2 separate regions of the Zea mays genome follow, and region 1 is linked to region 2. The links are chromatin contacts, called in public Hi-C maps. All regions are on one chromosome and are shown on one strand. The core of a region is the stretch at or near the end of the contact, and the rest is flanking DNA. Distances in the headings are between cores, read along the strand shown.

Region 1 (4,604 bases), core at 1,814-4,313, 230 kb after region 2:
GATAATTTTTCGTTTGTAAAATTGCATAACAGCATACCAGTCGCATAGTTTCTTCATTTTCGTATACTTTTTCTGGAAAATGCCATACAGGCTTTCCATCAGGAGCCCCATAAGCATTGCCATACAGCAGGAGATAAAGTTTATTATCAAGAGCTCGTTGTAAAGACCTACAGAAAACAATGGTTTAGTAGGGGCTTGGACAGTGCAGTACTTAAAGGCTGAGAAATACCATGGAGCTAATTCATAAATATATATTCAACTTTCAGCAGAAATGTATGGTGCCACACTTGTGAATTGGAAAAAAAAAAGATCCTAATCATGTTGAGTATAAATTTGCCCATAACAAATGCCTATTGCAGTCATCTTTGAGCAGACAAAGAGAATAGCATCAATGATTGTTATAGCTATGAACCGATCCAATGACACTTCTATTTTGGCTTCTCACAAGAGCAGAAACATTATAACGATCATGAATATCCTGTTGTGATCTGCATTGCTTGCCCTCAAAGCAAAAGTAACTTAAGTGGGTGATGGGCAGTCCACTCTTTTTTGGTATCTTCTTCTCCAATGTGTCGGTCTGTCCGCCCTCTCCCCCGGGATGGAAGATATCAATTTTGAAGCTTGGTGGAGTAGATCGGCTGAGGTTACTCCTAAAAACCTCAGAGATGGCCTTAACTCCTTGGTGATCCTTGGGGCTTGGACTATCTGGAGACACCGCAATGACTGTGTTTTCAATGGTGCTCAGCCTTCTATAGCTGGATTGCTTACCTCAGCCAGTGATGAGTTCAATATGTGGTGTTTTGCGAGGGCCAAAGGCTTGACCCGTCTTTCGGACCTAGCTTTTGTGTTCAACCCCGGTTAGAAGGTGGTTATTACTAGTGTTGTTTGTGTGTGTTTGTGTGAGTGGTGTTTAGGTCATTGTAATTATCATCCTTCTTTTAATGAAATGATACGCAGCTCTCCTGCGTGTTCGAGAAAAAAAAAATCCCCTCCTATCCCCTTGCAACCGAACATGCCCGTAAGAGGTAGAACAGGGAAGCACCAATGAATTGTTAGAGAACAGGAGAAATACATAGCTTTCAGGGATACAAACTCCCTCCACAATCAACATTCCATAGTATTGGATAAATCCAAGAAATTCTACCACAAATCGAAAGAAAAAGGAAGACCCCTATGATTATTTCATGACCAAATTGCAAAACATATTTAATAATGTTTTGGGTGTTATGGTTGCCTAGCAAATGGTAGCAATATTTTAATTAGGGACATTGCACAAAGAAATGCAATTTCATGGCACAATTGCATTTGCAGTACAGTTAGTTATCATAGTTAATAGAGACATGCAGAACGCCTGAGTGTATGAATACAAACTAGCCTTAAGACATGACAGTCTCTGCTTGGAAGAACCATATAGAAACTAATAAGACATGGAGGTGCAAAACTTACTTCCGGTCATTTGTTTTGTCAGCCTCGGTAATTCTTGGAGCAGGCACATAATCAATATGATAATCACCCTTACCCCTACAGAAAGAAAAGAATTAGGATATTTTTCACACCCAAAAAAAAGAGTGAGTCAAAAGGATAATAATGAGAAGGCCATAGTAAAACTCCCATGTATTGGTGCCAGATAGGAGCCATAGCTTATAATAAACAAGTAGTGACCTGAGTCACGTAATGAAGACATGTCAAGTTTATTTACCACTTCATTTTTTAACCAAGTTCCAATGTAGTCTGTTCTGCGTTTAAGTATAGAGCTCAAGAATGTCACATCATCTATCATGAGCCCATTCGCAATTTCTCTAAGTGCGACCCAACATGGGTACCTTTTTACATTTCGTTTTGGTCCTATTTTAGTAGAGTAGAACCGTTCCTCTGCCACTACCAATAATGTCGTGGTATTAGGGCTGCCCCAATATCACTTTCAGGATCATAGGAAAAATTATCATGTTTCTAATACACATACACAAAATTCAACATCATTTTTCCACAATTTCTAAATTCAAATTAAAACATAACATAAGGTCTAAATGCATAATAAGCTAATTCAAACATAAACATAGGGCTCGAACACAGAGCACCACACGCTCCCATTTCCACTGCCACTCCCTCCATTCTAGATGCTAGGGAATTTGAAAATACATTTGCATTTATTGACAATTGCCAAAACACTCGTAAGATAGTTGCATAATTTATGTACTACTCCCTCCGCTCAAAATTGTAGGCTGTTCTGGCTTTTCTAGTCTTTTCTAGGTGCATAGCTTTGTGCCTACATATACATTATGTCTAGATATATAAAGTAAAAGCCATGTATCTGAATAAAAGGCTATATACCTAAAAAAAGTCAAAATGGCTTACTATTTGGAAATGAGGAAGTAGTTATCACCGCCTGTCTTTTTTTCTAAATACTAATCAAGATCCTATGATAATGCACCACAAAAACACTCTTTTTCTCTCTTCTGGCAATTTTAGAAGGATTATTTTAAGGCTCTTGGGTTAATGCACCACAAAAATGCACTCATCCCATCCCATTTTGAAATTGAAAATGTTACCATACCTTCACAGCAAAATCAGAACAACCAGAAATGAGAGAGTGGGGGCGGTAATTTAGGAAAAATAAGTTTATGACACATGAGACACAAGTAAGGGAGAGGGATATCACCTCGCGTCGGCCTTGCCGAGGACCTCCTCGGGGTATTGCCGTCTGTACTGCTGCCTCCACCGAAATCTAAACAGAGAAACGAACCAAAGTCACGCAAAACCAAATAAGCATAAAGAAGCAAGATCATATAAGAGAGCGAACTGGATGGGCGGATCCTCCATACGAGAATTCTTGGAAAGCGTAGACAACGGGGTGGATCTTGGGGATGACAACGGGGAGGCGCTCGAAAAGCACCGACGCCACCAGCTTTCCGTCGGCCGTTTCCTTAGATGAAGCCAGCACAGAGGAGCTGAAGCCGCGCGGTTCTCGGAGCGACCGGCGAAGAAGGCTCACCGTCGCCGGCAATCGGGACAACATGGTGTGGGCGGTGGTCGGGTTCAGGTGGTGCCGCGCCGCAACGGTGTGGGGAGGGAACTGAGAAGATGGCGAAGGAAGAACCGAAGAACCCTCTGCCTAAACTGTAGCCTCGTGGGCCTTGTCCCTACGGGCCGCAAGCCCCCAGAAATGAGCTTCCACTCCTTCAGGAATCTGGGCTGTTTATTTGGGGCGCAGAAATTTCACCAGATTTACACACGTAGGGCTAGTTTGGGAATTTCATTTTTCCAAATAATTTCCATTTTCCTAATGCTCCGTTTAGATCATTAGAATTGAATTATATTCTAATAATAATAATTTAGACATATACCAATTAATTTAATTCGGTTTTATGTAAAATATTTTTGTATGTCATTATTAGCAAGATGTCGGAGATATTTATGTGCTACATTTTCATTATAGAAGAGTGAGTCTAAGAGTGTTCTATAAGCTACTAGATAAGTGCCCGTGCGTTGCGACAGTGTATAAATTATTTAATAAATGTTAGTGCACAACAATTACATGAAAACGAACAACATATATATCAACCCCAATATCTGACATATGAGGAGTGAACATGCCAGTCAGTAATAGCAAGTGATTGTTCCCGAGAAGTCGTGAAAGGTGAGATTAGGAAGAAGGGATATTGGGGAAGTAATCTTCTATTTCTTAATTGCCAAATGTTCCAATACAAGAGATAAATAGGCATTATGCCTTCTAACAAACATAGATGGAAAATCTCCTCAAATTGAGACAGTGGTTTCTGGCTGCGATCACTCGGTCTCCATCGATGATTTGTTGCAACTCAATGTTCAGCACCTTGAGACAGTGGTTTCTGGCTGCGGTGACTCAGTCTCCATCGATGATTTATTGCAACTCAATGTTCAGCACCAGATTAAATTGACTTTCGCTAACATCGTTCCTATAAATTAGACACAAATAAGCTTCGTGCTATAACAAAACAGAGAAAATAGAAGTGGCCAAATCAAAAGAAGAGAGAGTATAACCATTCAGTTTAGAATCACATGAAATTATCTCATACAAGGGAATCCTGGTCAAGGTTTTGCTCTTTCTCACACAACATTGAATTATCTCAAACTCATAGCAGGGTACTTTATTCACCTCATAACCATTAGCGTAATTTTTTGGTTCTCGCAACAAATCTTGACTTCATTATCTATTTATAACAGAGAGATGTACATAGCCACCAAGTCATGCGACCCTAAACCCAGATCGAAGCTACTCTACTCGTTACTGGAAATCCAGAAGCTACCAACAATGTATTTGTCTCGGGATGAGGCAAAAATGCCATGCCACATCGGGGTCATATACAGATAAGATGTAGTTAGTGTTCATCCAAAAAAATAGGGGAACACACACCTTGTCGGGTACCGTAATTAGGGGTACCCACAGCACTCCTAAACACGGTTGGTAACCACCATCAGCACAAGCTGCAGAGACTGATGGGCACGATTCAGGTCAAGGCTTCGTCTACTCAAGGGACGCGATCTCACCTCGCCCGAGCCCAGCCTCGGGCGGGAACAGTAGTCCCAGGCGAATTCACGCCTCGCCCGAAGCCCAGCTCGGGCAG
Region 2 (4,234 bases), core at 173-2,672:
GTGTGTAGTCACCGGCCTCGCCAGCTCATGCTTGCTCGATCAGCTGGATCGATGTTGAACTGAAACCGGCGGCCAGTGTCGATCAGTACGGACCTGGTATTGGACGTCGATTCCTTTGCTCTTGTATTCGACGTAAAGGCTTCTGGAGAGATGAGCCACATACCTGGAGATGGGATGAACACCACACTGTATTATATATATAAATATATATATGTCGTCTTCTCGTAGTCGTAGCTAGCTTGGCATCTAAACTGTATTGTATATAATTTATACCCGTGAAATAAATGCTTTTAATTAATTGTCATAATTACTTGGTTAAACATTGACAAAAGAAATTCCTTGACTGCTTATATATATATATATATATATATATATATATATATATATATATATATATATATATATATATATATATATATATATATATATGTCGTGTTCTCGTAGCTAGCTTGCATTGGCATCTAAACTGTATTGTAAACAAATGCTTCTAATTAATTGTCATAATTACTTGTTTAAACATTGACGAAAACTCCGACGCTGAGACGCTAGCTTGTTTTAATAGCATGCATGCAAAATCGTTAGAACGAAAACAAGCACAATTAACAATGCCTCACGTAGTATAATTATATACTTTTTGGTGGAGCTGTAGACGGTGTACAGAGGGAAGGACGGGACGGCCACCGTGGAGCCCGATCCAACGTTAACGATGGCACCCCTCCGCCGCGCTAGCATGCTGGGCAGCACCGCGGCCGTGACCTCGGTGAGCCCCCACAGGTTCACCCGTATCATCCGCACAAAGCGTTCGATGTCCGCCTCGTGCAGGTACACCGCGCCAGGCGTGTTCACCGCCGCGTTGTTCACCAGTATCCCCACGTCCAGCCCCTCGATCGCCTCCCGCAGACGGCGGATCGCCTTGTCGCCTGCCAGGCAAAAGACAAGCGCTCATCGATCATGTTACTAGAGATCGAGCACGAGCACAGGATCAACCCGTGTTCAGGCTAGTAGTGATCCGTGTGTGTGCGTGGATCGATATCGATCTCATCTCACCGTACCTTCTGGTGTGGCGACGAGGGAGAGGTCTAGAACCACAGTCCTTATCTTCACGGGGTGGACGGACTTGATGGCCTCGGAGGTCTCCTGGAGGTTGTTGGCGTCGAGGTCGAGGAGGACGAGGTTGAGGCCCCGTCGCGCGAGCTCCATGGCCATGGACCGGCCGAGCCCGGAGGTCGGGCCAGTCACCATGGCCCATGAGCCGTAGCGGTGGAGGTCCTTCGGCCCGCGCAGGCACAACGCGAGATAGGCGAGGGGCCGCCAGCAGATGGCGGCGATGTACAAACCACCAAGGCAGGCCAGCGAGACGAACCAGACATGTACGTCGTCCATTATCTCTGCTTCTGCCTTCAGCTTTCAGCTACACAGCAGATGCCACTATACATACATATATAGACCATGCAAAACGTGGGTGGAATTTGCGGCGTCCATTTCTCTGCTACTCTAGATCGTAGCTAACACCTCTCCAACTAACTCGATCGAGACAGGGCTAAGCTATTAATTAGCATTCATAACGGCTTCAATAGGCCTAGTGTGTGTTTATATATATATATATATATATATATATATATATATAAATTAAAGCACCAGTTTTTAACGGTCGTTTTGCGTCATAAAATATTAAAAAACAATGCAAGAGGTGGGGTTTGAACCCACACCCTGATGTAAGAAGGGTGAGAAACAATTGGCAAAGCTATCTAACCAATAAAACATAATGCTCAGATGTTTATAATATTGAATAATAATTATACATAATTATATATGATTTTTTTAAAAAATAAAAAAATAATTGTGTCGGGTCGGGCCAGCACTACGGGCCGAGGCTACGGCCCATGCACCGCACGACGCTCGTGTCGGGTTGGCCCAGGCACTATTAAATGGGTCGTGCCTCGGACCGGCTCGCCAGACACGGTCCATTTTGCCATCTATACCTCCGCACGATAATGATGGTCATCGCCTTAGTTGCCATCACCTCGTTCGTCATTCTACTTCTTTTCTCTCTCCCCTCATGCCTCCACCTCCACGCCACCTCATTATCGGCAGGGGATGCAGGAGCATGCGCCTCCTCCCCGTATTTGTCCGACACCAGCCTCGACACCTACTACTGCAGTGGCTATTGCACATCCACGAGGACGTTTCACATCATGCGCGCACCATCGTTTTCGCCGTCGTCGGACGTCTCGATCATCTTCCCGGCCTTCGCCCTATTCTTCCTCCCCAACCTGCTAACCTCGCCCACGGTCGCAGCTGCGAGCCGACAGATGCTCATCGACGCGGGTACGACCCGAGTCGGTCATGCTCCTGACCTTTCTCCGTGCGTGCCATCGAGGAGGATATGGTGGCGTCTGCCACGCTTAGGTTATCTTGGCGATGAAGAATCCAGGTCTGAGATATTGGACAACCAATGCCCATAGCGTGGTAGCAGTCGGCATATGCTACGGAGTTGGTGGTGGTGTTGTGTCGCTTCGGTGGGTCTAGGGCTGGGAAGACACTCGCATTCTCTCGCCCTTCTCGGATTGACGCCTGGTGCGGGTGCCTCTCGGTTTGGAGCTACTCCGGCTGGGCTTCTTTCTTCGCTTGCATGCTCTCTCCCTATATATCTAACGGTATACTACCTATGTCGCCTCCAAATGCCTATGTCTTCGTCGTGCCCTTCTCTGGCAATGAATATATATGTTCGTCTCTTCCCTTCCCCTTCTGCTCTACGAAACCTTGGAAGTGGGGGAGGCGAGGGATGGGGGTCTCTGATTTGCTACCTATGGTACCCGTGTGTTCATAAAAAATATTATGCAAAGAGCGGAGACAACCAATAAAAAATCTTGAGATCTTTTTGGTGGATAATTTATGTGGGTATTGTTGTGAGCCGTCACAACGCACAGGTAACTAACTAGTATATATATATACCAGTTTCAACTGTCGTCATACGTCATAACTTTACAAATAACCACTTACATTTATCTCTAATTAACCCGCTGCATCCCTCCATGCACACAACCTCCACGTCCTGCCCGTTAGCTGGTCGGGTGGTTAAATTAGTGTAAAATATTAAAAAAAGTGGTGCAGGAGGTGGGGTTCGAACCCAAACCCTGATGGAAGAAGGGCAGGAAACACTGAGTGAAGCCATATAACCAGTAGAACATCATGGTTAATTATTTTTAATATTGCATATAAATTGTATATTTGTATATACGAGTTTTATAAAATAAAAAATATAATCGTGCTGGGCCGGATCAGCACTACGGGCCGTGGCTACAGCCCAAGCACGACACGACGATCGTGTCGGGCTGGCCCATGCACTATTAAATGGGTCGTGCCTCGGACCAGCTCGCCAGACACGACCCATTTGGCCATCTATACCTCCACACAATAATGATGGGTCTAGGGCTAGAAGGCACTCGCATTCTCTCGCCCTTTTCGGACTGACGTGTGGTGCGGGTGCCTCTCAGTTTGGAGCTGCTCTGGCTGGATTTCTTTCTCCGCTTGCGTGCTCTCTCCCTATATGTATCTAGCGGTATACTACCTATGTCGCCTCTAGATGTCCATGTTTTCGTCATGTCCTTCTCCGGCAACGAACAGGTATGACTGTCTCTTCCCTTCACTTCCCGCTCTACGAAACCTTGGAAATGGGGGAGCCGGGGGATCGGGATCCCTGATTCGCTGCCTATGGTACCCATTCGATGGATCATCATCGCCTGTCTACATGGCCTTTCCTTTACTACGATGTTGACTCGGTTAGTCAAATAAAAAAAATATTATGTGGAGAGCAGAGACAATCAATAAAAAATCTTGAAATCTTTTTGGTGGATAATTTATGTGGGTATTGTTGTGAGCCGTCGCAACGCACGGGCAACCGACTAGTATGTATAAAAGCATCAGTTTCAACGGTCGTTCCGCGTCATCTTTTTACAAATAACCCCTCACATCTTTTTCAAATTAACCCGCTGCACGTCCGTCCCCTCCGTGCACCCCTGCACGGGCCCGCTAGGCCCGATGCCCGTGGGCTGCAGCTCCAACCTAGGCACGACACGCCAGCTTGCTGACCGTGTCAGGCCGACCCGTTAGCCCGTCAGTCCATTTGGTTAAATTAGCGGTGCAGGAGGTGGGGTTCGAACCCAGTCCTATAATGGAAGAAGGGCGAGAGACACTGAGTGAAGCCATCGAACCAGTAGAACATCATGATGAG

The links. A called contact is a pair of places that touch in the nucleus more often than the background predicts.
Region 1: a Hi-C map of leaf shows a contact between it and region 2, with 2.6 times the contacts expected there. The contact joins the promoter of LOC100279464 here to the promoter of LOC103638302 in region 2. A contact is called at or near these places in 4 of 25 Hi-C or Micro-C datasets (ear, endosperm and leaf).

The regions. Positions count from the first base shown.
Region 1 is chr9:43,135,683-43,140,286 of Zm-B73-REFERENCE-NAM-5.0, forward strand. It overlaps LOC100279464, which reads right to left and starts at 3,064. Exons shown (of 6, transcript NM_001367372.1): 1 at 2,823-3,064; 2 at 2,660-2,725; 3 at 1,447-1,521; 4 at 38-167. The coding sequence starts at 3,016.
Region 2 is chr9:42,906,894-42,911,127 of Zm-B73-REFERENCE-NAM-5.0, forward strand. LOC103638302 (very-long-chain 3-oxoacyl-CoA reductase-like protein At1g24470) reads right to left here and starts at 1,423. Exons shown (of 4, transcript XM_008661253.2): 1 at 1,053-1,423; 2 at 632-920; 3 at 94-163. The coding sequence starts at 1,383.